Linked DNA regions of Pan troglodytes: region 1 is linked to region 2. Evidence: chromatin contacts called from public Hi-C data. All regions are on one chromosome and are shown on one strand. The core of a region is the stretch at or near the end of the contact, and the rest is flanking DNA. Distances in the headings are between cores, read along the strand shown.

Evidence for each region. A called contact is a pair of places that touch in the nucleus more often than the background predicts.
Region 1: a contact with region 2 is called in a Hi-C map of stem cell-derived neural progenitor cells, with 3 times the contacts expected there. The contact joins the promoter of DPF3 here to the enhancer-like site in region 2. A contact is called at or near these places in 2 of 7 Hi-C or Micro-C datasets (induced pluripotent stem cells and stem cell-derived neural progenitor cells) and 1 of 1 datasets of contacts at active chromatin or transcription factors (stem cell-derived excitatory neurons).

Annotation. Positions count from the first base shown.
Region 1 is chr15:70,866,240-70,872,730 of NHGRI_mPanTro3-v2.0_pri, reverse strand. It overlaps DPF3 (double PHD fingers 3), which reads left to right and starts at 2,333. Exons shown (of 11, transcript XM_054666070.2): 1 at 2,333-2,395. The coding sequence starts at 2,364.
Region 2 is chr15:70,679,882-70,686,168 of NHGRI_mPanTro3-v2.0_pri, reverse strand. The region is part of intron 6 of DPF3 (double PHD fingers 3); the gene reads left to right. Among named protein-coding and RNA genes, the nearest start is that of DPF3, 190 kb to the left of the region's middle. Within about 2 kb of position 1,843, at least 8 of the 24 cell types and tissues checked have an H3K27ac peak or open chromatin away from gene starts, as enhancers often do. A contact at or near this core is called in stem cell-derived neural progenitor cells, where this site is marked.

The DNA of each region.
Region 1 (6,491 bases), core at 1,084-3,583, 190 kb before region 2:
GACTCAGGCTGGTAGATTCCAGAGCTCATACTTCTGCCATGTACAGCACTATGAAATTGCCCCAGAACTGCCAAACTTCTCCAAAACTGTTTAAGGATACTGTCCTCTTTAAACATGCCTACTCTTTGCTTTTGAACCTTCTGGTTAAAAAAAAAAAAAAAAAAAAGAAATCTTTATATTTTGATCTATAATGTAAACACTAAAGTTAAAATAACTCTTTTGTTAAATATAAGTGTTTCTTTAAAAGTCATAACTGTATTGATAGAGTTAAAATGACATTCCATTGGGTTACAAAAAGTAAGGCTATCCTTTTTTTTTTTTTTAAAGTACTGTCTTTAATTCACTATTTTCCAATCCAATCAATAAATCTGATCTGACATTTTCAAGTTCGTTAGGTAGTTAGAGATTATGCTGGTTTCTGCATCCAGGCCTTAACACAATAAATGATATGTACATGCTTAGAGTATGTGTTTTCTTTAATATGTAATATACATTTGTTTTTTCTCTCTTCCCCCATTGTAAATCTTGTTCAGGACATGCTCTACATTTCCTACTTTATCAGGCTGCATGTAAGAAAATACGTTGTCGTCTACTAATCTGAATTGTTGTGTCTTTGATACCTCAAAGAGGTTATTGGGAGTTCTAACTGATAATTCAAACTCATACTTCTTGGGTCAGAATACAGCTCTTGCTTTTCAATGATGTCAAGGCCCACCTCAGGCAAAGTATAGGCTTCTGAACCAATTTCTTGTCAAATTAGTAAAGAAGGGATTTTTCAAACTTCAATTTTGGAAAAGGAGACAACTTTTTCAAACTGTAATCTCTGCCAAGATGCTATGCAAAGAATTTACAAAGGAATCTATAGAACTCAATTCTGCTTCTTAAATACGCAGAGAGGAGTTAAAGATTTCAAATCTTTAAAAAACATAGTGATTCAGCCACGTTCTGTTTATCTGTAAATCTAATAGTGTATGTAGTTGAACTCTTAAAATTCTGGAATGTTTATTTTATTTTATTCATTGTCTTGAGAGGAGCAAAAGGAAGCGAGAGGGCATAGCTTTGAAGAACTGGCAATTTGGCAACTTCTCTCCCCTTGCCACCCCTCCCCCACTATCTTAGCTATTTGACCTGATGAAACAGCTTTGGAATGGTAGCCAGACTTCTGTATGCTAACGAGGCCCCTACCCTATTCGCGATTTATTGCGATTTCATCCACCCAGAGCTTCCCGGTGCCCAGTGGAAGCCTGACTTCGCAGAAGTCTCCCAGTTTTGTCAGGGGCTCGCCAGTGAAGAGTTCACACTGACTTGAAGCAGACACAGACTCATTGGACGCCTCGGGTCACATCGGATTATTCATTAGCAAATTCTTTCCACCTTCTATCTAAGTAGTGAAAGGTGACGCCAGAATCGCGTGTGCCACTCCTCTAAAGGGACCCTGATAACACCCAGTCCAGGCTCTACAACTTCTGCCTAGTCACTTGCTTCCTAGCAGTAGAAAGTTTCCAAAGGTTGCCTTAAGTCCTCCCTACCCCTAAGCCTAAAGATCAGAGCTCCAGGTCCCACCACCTAGCAGGAATCTGAGCATTTTGGAAGTTTCTGGTGTAGAGGGAAGAACCGAAGGGGTGGTAGCGGGGAACCGCGCAGAGTAACCCCCCTGCACTACGTAAGGAAAGCCCTGGCTGCAGGAGGGAGCGAGCCTGACATTGAGACGTTCCAGGGGGAGGGTGAGTTGCTGTCCTGGAGTCGCCAGGAACAGCAGCGGCAGTTCCAAGAAGCGAGAGAGGAAGGTGGCCGAGATAAAGAGAACACTTCGGGAATAAGAATATTAAAAAGCGGCAGGACCCAGAGCATTAGCAAACGGCAGAGCACATGTAGTAATTTGTTACACGAAACGGCAGCCTTCCAACTTTTGCACTGAAACACGGGGATTTACCCTTTGGGGGATTAAAAATGTTGATACGCAAAGCCAAAGGCTAATGAATAGGATTCAGTGGCTTGCTGGCAATATTTAAATATTTCTGTCCGGGAGCGCAAACTCTTCTGCAGTTATTTAGAAAAGCAGGGAGTTAAACCAAACTATAATACTCTCCCGTGCGTCTCCACTTTCCCCAGCCCGAAAAGGAGCTGCCAGCGCGGTACTGCCCCTTTAAGACCTGCTGGCTCTCGGGCTCTACAAAAGGGAGTGACCTCTGGGCTTTGACAGCTCCCCTAATAACTACCACGGCGCAGGCCCCGCCCACCTAGCTACCAGCAGCGCCGATTGGCCGGCGGGCCGGTATCCCGCGCTGTGATTGGCCCGTCGCTTCCCCTGAGCGAACCTTTAGAACTCTGAGACAGACAATATTCTGTTACATTGTAGCAAAATGGCGACTGTCATTCACAACCCCCTGAAAGCGTAAGTAAGACTAAAAAATGTACATATTCCGCGTGGTTTCAATATGAAAAAAAAGGCGCCTTCTGCGTGGCGAGCGCTGCCAGGGCATTGCGCTTGCAGGCGCCTCCAGCCGCGGCGGGGCTTCTCTCTTCTTTCAGCTCTTACTTCTTCATCTTCTTTTTTTCCCCCAACGCGCAGAAATGTCAGGAGATGCAATTAACAAGAAGAAAATTGTTACATTTGTGTTCTGCTAAATTGCAGAGAGAGCCAGATATAGGGGTTGCAGGCGGAGAAGCCCGGCGCTCGAGCGCTCTACAGCAGGGGGGTCGCGGGAGCTCGGGGACGGCGCGGTCCCCGGAGTCCCCCGCCTCGCGGGCAGGGAGCGCGGCTCCGGGGGCTGCTGGGCGGGGGGCGAGCGTCGGGCAGGGGCCGCCTCGGTGTACTTGGCCGAGCCCCGCGCCCCCGAGCCCGCGGCCCCCGCCCCGCCGCTGGGTCGGCTGGGTCCAGCGGACGGACCGCGGAGGCTCCGGAGTTTGCAGGGCGCTCTTCGCTTTCCGATCGCTCGCGGGGAGTTTGTGCAAACCTTCCGGAGTTGGAGCACCGCGGGGGAAGCAGCGGGTCCCGGGCGTGCTGGGGCCCAGGTGGTCGCCCCGGGCTTTCCCCGGCAGCCCCCGGATCTCGGAGGCGCTCCGGGCGATCGCGCGTGTGTCTGCTCCTGTGTTTGCGAGCGAGCTGGCTTTAGTGGATTAACGATTCGGGTTAACTTGGGGTGGATTTGGAGGCAGGGAAGCCGCAGGTCTTATGAATGGTGTTCTCGCCACCTCAGGGTGAGGCGCTGAGGCAGGCGGAGAGGCGGTTTTGGGGCTCCTGGCCCGAGGGGGCAGCGTCTGCTCCCGGCCGGGCGAGGGGCAGGTGCCTCTGGCCGCCTCGGGGAGACTTTGAGCGCTTGCCCAGATCCTGGACAGAGTGGGGCGGGCCGGGCGAGGACTCGCGGGGGCCAGCCCCGGGTCCAACAGCCAATTTCTGCCTGCCTGCCTTCCTCCTCCTTTTCATCCTGGCTTCCTTCCTTCCTTCCTTCCTTCCAGTCGGTGGAACTGTTAAGCCGCCAAGTCCGCTCGCGATCGCGGAGCCAGGGGTGCCCTCGGAAAACTAGTGTCGCTCTGAAAGGGGTGCTATTGGGTGATATCGGCAGAGGGTGGCTCCCTCCGTATCCGAGGTGGGCTGGGGGGTCCTCACCCCTTCGACCGGGACTTCCCCGCCCGGAAGAAGCCGCAGGCGAAGGGGGAGAGGGAGGTGCAGGTCGGGTGGGGGGCGGTTCATGCCGAATTCTCCCTGGTGCGTGGCCGCTGTCGACCCTGGTTCTTTTAATTCAGCGCATTCTCGTCTTCACCCCTGGCCACTCCTGGAGTTGAAAACCAGGTTCGCTCCCGGGGACGGTAGGGGGGTTCCTAACGCAAAGGAATGCACAGGGAGAATCGGACGTGTTTGCGCCAGCTCGTCGCCCATCAGAAATAGGGAAAGGGGTAGGAAGGCCCCAGGTTTCAAATATATTTATATGAAAGCTGCCGTTAAGAGGACGTTGGAAGCTGAGGCTGATCAGATAGGAGCTCCTGGCTTCAGTTCTGGCTCGGAAGCTCGGATACACTGCGCTTGAACGCCACAGCGTTTCACCCAAGAAAGAAAATGTTTTATGGCAGAATAAATGGGCGTAACTTCGCCGCATCCTCGCTGCCGGTTGCTTTCGCTGCAACACCGCTGATGCTGTTTCTACCGAACCCACAACTGATTTGCAGTTTCCCCATTTCCAGCCGAAATCACATAACCGGGCTGATGCCACCTGGTAAACTCAAGTTAGAGAACCTATTTCACATGTGCACCAGGTTTGTTTCCTCCTGGGAAAGCCGTACCCTAGTTACCCGGGAGCCCGCTTTCGCGCGGGCGGGCGCAGTATCTCTAAGCTTGTGTTCCCCTACTCGCTCCAGGGTTTTTTGGATCACACTAGGGTGCGTGTTTGGGGAGGGAGTCTGTGTAGGGTGGGGTTAAGGGTGGGGGAAGGGACAGACGCGGGAAAGAAGGTGGCGGAATTCTGGCCGGTTAGTGGAATTAGTTCTGAATTGTACTTCGTATAATTAGAAACAGTTGCAATGTGATGTATTTGTAATTGTGTTGCCACACACATGCACACACTAGCATACACACAATGCCCCTGCTTGCTTTTTCTAGGTGGGAGTTGCTTGGCCATTTATAATTAGCCATTCCTTTCTGCTTCCCAGACCCTTTCCCTGTGAGTAAAGGGGTGTAAACAATACCACTGACCAGCCCAGCCTCTCACACCCTGGACAGTTTTTGACAACTCCTAACGCAGGAGCACACACGTTGTTATTGGGAGAGGGACACCATCTGCCTTTATTTTTTTAAAAATAACTTGTTTAATAAAACATCTTATTTATTTCATTTGTTTTTAAAAGTTGCTGATCAGGAAACAATACACACGTGAATAAATTATGCATGGGATAAATTAGAACAAAGTGCAGAGACACATCCAGCCGAAGGGATGGTGGTGGTGCAGGGAGGAGGGGTAGCGGGGAGAATGGTTTGGAGAGCTATGTTTTTATCCTCATGTGTCCCTCCTGACAATGAAACAGAGCTGAATGACATTAGCATTTTCTCTGTGTGCGTTCTGAGTCTCTCTCTTCCCTCCAAAAAAAAAAAAAAAAAAAAAAAAAAGCCAACACCACGGACGTCCCCTACAGAAAATGGTCACACAAAGGTTTCCTCAGGATGGGGGGATAAAGTGGTGGTAGTTAATGTGTTGGGAAGAAACAAGCTCAGATTTCCAGCAGCACCTATGCAGGGCTCTGCCTACGCTGAGTATGGGCTATTTTTCACTGTACTAGCTTTTTCCACGTGGGACATTCAATAATTCAATTAGCTGGGGTGATGGGATGGCACAATTTTGAATCTCATTGCTTTGGGGTTTTCCTTAGGGTCCCAAGCTCCTGAAGCCACATCTCCTCTCTTAGCAATTTGGCTTTCTTCCTGCCTGTCTTTGATCTCCCCTCAACTCCCTTTCTTTTTCTTCCTTGTTGTACCCTTCACTCCCTTCCTCTCTGAAGCTGACAGCCCAGCTTCTCTCTCTGTTGTCACCTTTAACATCTTATTACTGCCCAACAGGGTGTTAGAGGCAGAAATAGGAGCCGCCTGTACTGATCAGATCACAAAGGGGACACGGCAGGTGGCCCCCACAACCAAGCAGTCACATCTGGACAAATAGAATTCAAAAGCACTGGTGGACATGTATGATGTGTAAATGTGTATTACATATTATTTAATTTAGCAGCTACATTGTCTGAGCAAAGATGTATGAGAGTTACCCTCATTTCTTACATATACAAGTGAGATAAGGCCCAGGTAGTGAAGTAAACACATGCAGGTAACATAAATATGGATTTGATAAAGGCCTGCATGTAGATTAGTCACGTTCTGGTTGATTTCTGCATACCTGGGAAACATAATGCTGCCATTATTATTATTATTATTATTATTTTTTGAGACAGGGTGTTGCTCTGTTGCCCAGGCTGGAGTGCAGCAGCAGGATCTTGGCTCACTGCAACCTCTGCCTCCTGGGTTCAAGTGATTCTTGTGCCTTAGCCTCCAGAGTAGCTGGGATTACAGGCACGCACCACTACACCTGGCTGATTTTTGTGTTTTTTAGTGGAGACGGGGTTTCTCCATCTTGGCCAGCTGGTCTCAAACTCGTGGCCTCAAGTGATCTGCCTGCCTTGGCCTTCCAAAGTGCTGGGATTATAGGAGTGAGCCACGATGTCTGGCCACATAATGCTTTTAATATAAATTTGAATCTTAATATTCTAGTTCAGATAAACCACCTTCCCCCAAATCTGCAATCAGTACTTTAAACAACTTACTCTTGTATTATCAAAATCCTGGTTGGTATGCATTTAACTGAGAATGTCTGCCACCTTCTGCCAGACTTGATTATACACATATATGTCTATTATTATAATTGCCTACTTAGAAAAAAAATTATTATTATTAAATTCCATATAAACCAACAGGGCTTTACCTTAAGTAATTATTTATAAAGAGACCCGTAAAC
Region 2 (6,287 bases), core at 594-3,093:
AGTGTTTCTTATGCACAAAGAAAGCAACTGAATAGGACATTGTGGAAAAGGCTGTTGGTGTTTGTGAAAGTGTAGGCCCGGACCAGCTGCACAGCAATGCCTAGACGCTTCTTAGAATTCAGACTCCTGGGCCCCACATCAGACCTCCGGTATCAGAATCACTGGAGGGAAGGCCAAGGGGCCTGCATTTTCTGAGCGCTCTTCAGGGGATTCTTGTGTATACTGGCTTTTGACAGTGACAAGTCTACTTCATTTAAACATGAAGGCTTCTGGCTCCTGACTGCTCAGCTCTTATTATTTTCTGCTTTTTGCATCTGGACATTCTGGAGTCTCCAGGAATTCTCCAGGCAGGTTGCCACTGGCTTGCATCAGTGTTTTAGTTGGTCTCCTTAGAATCTATTCTTTCCATTTATTTCGCATTGATATACAACTCAGCTATCCAGCGCTTGATTTTTAATTCACTTAATCGCTTTAAATCCTAGCAGTATCCTTAGCCCCATTTTGTAGGCAGGATGATAACTGGGGACAGGCAGGTGGAAGGAATCCTTGGGTTTGGGCTGCTAGAAAGTTTTCAAAGTCATTTCAAGAGTTTGCCTTTTCTCTTCCTAATTGCTCCCAAGCCCGAATTTTTCTGTTAGCGTCATTGGAGCAGACTCCTGATGAGAGACCCACTTTTCCATTTTCTTTGTTCAAGAAACATCATAGAAAAGAAGTTGGTGATGACGATGTGATATTCAGGGAGAACATTTTGTCTCTAAGCATTAGCCATGCAGGGAGGAGCAAAGCAGGCATATGCCCTTTTGCTAGACACAAGGGAAGCAGTGCAGGAAGTTTTCTTTTTTCCTCGAAGTGTTTTCTGAATCATGGTCTTAATTCCTGTGAGTAGGTGCTTAGGGTGTGTAGAGCGCTAGGCTAAGTGTTTCACATGGATTATCTCTGTAAACCCCCACACCAACCTGGAGAGGCAGGGACAGTTGACCTCACTTTACCGTGAAGAAACTGAGGCTCAGAGAGGTGTAGGGCCTTGTCCATGGTCACACAGCTGGGATCTAGGATGCGAACAGTGGGATATGATCCCAGTGTCCTCAGCTCTAGAACTGCCATACCCTAGGACATCTTCCATACTAACTGCCCCTTACATATGCTCTCCTACCCTGGAGTTTCATTCTCTTGAAGTCTGCGGAAAAAGCGTTTTCAAAGTTAATTAATGAGAACGCACAACTTACTTATGAGGTGAAGCCCTGGCCGCTGTCGATGGGCAATTTCTAGGCATCAGGCGGGCAGGCTGGAGTCAGGTAGTAGTTACAATTGAAGTAGGATGGAAGGAATTATATGATTTCCAGTCTTTTAAATTTAAATCTATTAAAATCACTGCCCCACAACTACGGCATTAGGCTAGATTAGTGACAAAAGGCAAATAGACATGGCTAAAGCCCTCCTAGAAGCATGACTCACTCCTGAGTCACGTCAGGTGTCACACACCAGGAGCGGGTCCTCTCAAGGCAACCTCTGTCTCAGCAAAGTCTTTGTTCTCTACCACCTCCACCCTACAGATGTGCATCTTCAGCTGTGTGGCCACTTCACCCTGTTGCCTCCCTTCTAGAAACCCAGTCGGGGAGTGTGTTGCCACACCCAGTGGGGGTAGTATCAGAATAGGGTCTAGGGTCTCTTCCCGTTCTAAAGTCTCTTGTTTCTTGGCAGTGGTGTACTTCAGAGAGAAGGGTGTCAGGCTGTTGGGAGGAGCAGGCTGGACGTTTAGTCCTGGTTCTACACCTCAGTTGCTATGGCACTGGTTTCCTCCTTTGTCCATGAGGGGATGGCTCCTCCTTTGGGCCTCCGGACTGCCCTGATCAGCACTCCTTCCCCACACAGTGGGCCTTTCTTCCCAGGCAGCAGCTTAACAATGATGCTCTTTACTAGGGAGGCAAGATGTCTGGAGGACATGAAGGGAGCAGTGGATTGGGGAATACCACGGGAAACTGTGCCACAGGCCAAGAGGTGCAATGGGATGGGTGGATCTGCTGACTGGACAGACAAAAGCTTGAGCCCAAGGCAGTCCCAGAAAATCTGCTTGACCTCAACCTCTTTCAAACTACCCTGGTTTTACCCCTACCTGAGTGCAGCAGGGAGAGTTAGATGACTCTTGCAGTTTTGCTAAGAAAAAAAATTTTTTGAGGGCATTAAGGCCCATATTCTTTAAGGCTCACGTGCTTTTGGCTTCAAGCTGCAGTGGAAAAGCCAATAACGTGGCCTTCAGGCTCACTGCCTTTGTCGCGGAAGGGAAGCTGGGCTCATCACTCAGTTGTCTTGCAGGTCCTTGGATGGGGGTGGGATGGGGGAGGGGAGGAAAGGCTCGGTGCCCCCAGAAACTTGATTTGTGGAGCGGGGCTTGTGGCATGGGATTGATCCCTGGAGACTGAGTGCGCCGTTCCAGCAAAGCTGGGTCTGTTTAAATATTTAAATGCCGTTGTGTCATGGACACAGGTTGCAGGTGTTCCGGCAGGACTGGCCAGAGGCAGGGCTGGGGAGAGGGTGAAGTTTCTCTTTGCTGTCCCTAGACCCTCCTATCTCTGCCTCCTCTCCTCCAGGGCTCGCATCTTGGCATTTGACCTTCTAACCTACACCTGCCTTCTCTGGGCTGTGACCCACACCCTCTGGAGTTATTTTCTATTCAGTCACAACCTTGTTCTCCACTAACTGTTTCTTGATGCACACTTCATGACAATTCCTATTTCTGTGTAGATGAGCCATAATAGGGTAGATATTAACAATTGTAGAGGTGCTTTTCATTATTTTTTTAAAATAACTTTTTCTATGGAAATAGTATTTGTTCATTGCAGAATAATCAGGAATTACAGATACGCAAAGCAGAGGTTGCAGTGAGCTGAGCTTGCGCCATTGCACTCCAGCCTGGATGACAGAGCAAAACGCGGTCTCAAAAAAAAAAAAAAAAAGAGGAAAAAATAAAAGTCACCCATAATCTCACTCCTTGGAGATAACTTACATTTTGTTTTGCTGTATTCCATTCTAGGATTAATTCTGTCTCTGTCTATACACACATACACACACACCCCCACACACACACACACACACGCACACAGAAGACGACTAAGAAATGATACGTACCATTTTAACGCCCCTCTGCCCCACTCAGTGATACATCAGGAACATCTTTCTGTGTCAATAAATAGATTTTATGACATAGTTTTTAGGGCTATATAGTGTTCCATTATGCAGATGTGCCACAGCTTATGGACATGTCTCGTAATTTGCTCAATGTTCTACTGTTAGATGTTTAGATGGTCTAATATCCGTTTACTATTAAAAGCACTGTTCCTGTAAACTAGTTCAACCATTGCGGAAGACAGTGTGGCGATCCTCAGGGATCTAGAACTAGAAATACCATTTGACCCAGCCATCCCATTACTGGGTATATACCCAAAGGACTATAAATCATGCTGCTATAAAGACACATGCACACGTATGTTTATTGCGGCACTATTCACAATAGCAAAGACTTGGAATCAACCCAAATGTCCAACAGTGATAGACTGGATTAAGAAAATGTGGCACATATACACCATGGAATACTATGCAGCCATAAAAAAGGATGAGTTCATGTCCTTTGTAGGGACATGGATGAAATTGGAAATCATCATTCTCAGTAAACTATCGCAAGAACAAAAAACCAAACACTGCATATTCTCACTCATAGGTGGGAATTGAACAATGAGAACACATGGACACAGGAAGGGGAACATCACATTCTGGGGACTGTTGTGGGGTGGGGGGAGGGGGGAGGGATAGCTTTAGGAGATATACCTAATGCTAAATGACGAGTTAATGGGTGCAGCACACCAGCATGGCACATGTATACATATGTAACTAACCTGCATATTGTACACATGTACCCTAAAACTTAAAGTATAATAATAATAAAAGAAAAAAGAAAAAAAAAAAGCACTGTTCCAGCTATACCTTTGCATAATGCTTTATTGTTGCCTAGAAGTACAGTTGTGAGGCTGCAGGGCCTGGTGCATGGCCTTTGATCTCTCTTATTTTGAGTCATGGTGGGGAGTATAGGAAAGCAAGGAGCCTGATGGGTCTGCCAGGTTGCAGAGAGCTGGGTGAAGCAGGATGTGCCCTGACTTTGGAGTGGTTCTGCTGCTTGTTATCTGTGACATCGAGAAAGTCATTTTGCTGCAGGAGTCTCCGTGTCCTCCGGTGTGTGGTGGGGATGGGGCACAGTGGGAAAGCTGACTGTGATGATGTATGTAAAAAGCTTTGCACATGGCATGTGCTTGACAAAGGTTTCCCCCACCTTGGTCTTATTTTCTCTTTCTCCAATATGCTTGGAAGGAGAAAGGCTGATATTGTGCAGGAGATAGCACACTGCCGGGGCGGTATTTAATTGAGGGGACAGTGAGCACTGAAGGAACAGGGCAGGGAGTGGTCACACGAAGACGGGCTGCTGTGTCAGAGAGTGCAGCCCCAGGATGCCAGGAAGGCCCTTAGGGCGCATGGATGGAATTGATATTGGCCCCCAGGGATGGATGGGTGTGCCCAGGGGTACGGGGAAGAGGTAATAATGATAATGCTGAAGTTTGTTGACTTATATTATAGACCTGGAATATTCTGTTGGCTTCATCTATATTAACTCTTTAACTCCCACAAAAGTGCTATGAAATGGATGCTTTGGTCATCTCTATCCTACAGATAAGGAAACTGGGGAGAGGAAGGGTTAATTAACTTTCCTGAGGTCACATAGTGAATAAATGCTAGAGCCAAGATTTGATCCCAGTCATTCATCTCTCTCTCTCTCTTTTTTTTTCTCTCTCTCATTCTCCTTCCCTCCCCCACCACACACACTATCACTGTCCCTTTCTGGAAGCTGCTGGTACCTTGTGCCTACCTCCTGGTAGGCTGCCTCCCACATTGTGTGATGACAGTTTGTTTCTCTGCTCCCTCAGGCTGGACTGTGAGCCTTCTGAGGGCAGGGCCCAGGCCAGAATCAACTTGCAGCCCAGCCCCAGCACAGTGGTGCTTCCAAACTGTTGATGAATGTCTGGAGAAGGGAATGTGGGATGTGCATACCAGGGAAGAAGAAGGCTCAGCTCGACTAACCCAGAGCATGTGGGTAGGGAGATTGGGGGCACAGAGTTAGACCAGGGTTGCTGGGAACATCAGGCTGAGGTGCTTAGAGCCACAGTACCCAAGTTTTTTGGCACCAGGGACTCATGGAAGAAAATTTTTCCACGGACCAGGGGCGGAGGGCAGGTTTTGGGATGATTTGAGAACATTACACTTATTGTGCCCTTTATTTCTATGATTATTACATTGTAATATATAATGAAATAATTATTCAGCTCACCATAATGTAGAGTCAGTGGGAGCTGTGAGCTGAGCTTGTTTTCCTGCAACTAGATGGTCCCATCTGGGGGTGATGGGAGACAGTGACAGATCATCAGGCATTAGATTCTCATAAGGAGTGTGCAACCTAGATCTCTTGCATGTGCAGTTCACAGTAGGGTTTGTGCTCCTGTGAGAATCCAATGTGACATCTAATCCGATCAGACAGAAGGTGGAGCTCAGGCGGTAATGCGAATGATGAGGAGCAGCTGTAAATACAGATGAAGTTTCTCTTGCCTGCCCGCCACTCACATCCTGCTGTGCAGCCCAGGTGTCAGTCTATAGCCCGGGGGGTTGGGGACCCCTGGCTTAGAGGTTGGCCTGCATGGTCCGTGGTAATTCATGACAATCCTAGGGACACCTCTAGGAAGGTTGATCTGTAGGATTCGGTGTTCAGGGAGGAAAGCCTGAAGCCTGATGACCGAGAAGAGCCTTTTCTAGTCAGCTAGGAGAAGACATGAAATCTGGATGGTGGTGATAGCAGCAGTGAAATAGACAGAGCAGATGAATAAGACTTAATGAAAGAGAAATTCACAGAACCCGGCAGATGATGGACAGGATGTGGAGAGCAGGAGAGAGGAGAGAGGGAGGTGGCAGTGATGACTCTTGACATCTTGCACTTGGGTCATTGAGACAAAAGGGGTAGCTTAACTGGAATATCCTAAAAGGGGAAGTAATTTTGGGAGTGTGATGAAACTGACATATGAGTTGGTGGAAATGGCAGGAATCCAGGCAGAAACGTCTAACAGATGCTAATGGACAGTTGTTGTTTCCTCTAAGGAACTGAGGAGCTTACACTGACATTGTAGGTGGAAGAAGGCCTACCTCAGGCAGGGGGCGGGGAATCACACTGGATAGCCTGGAACTCACAAATAAAA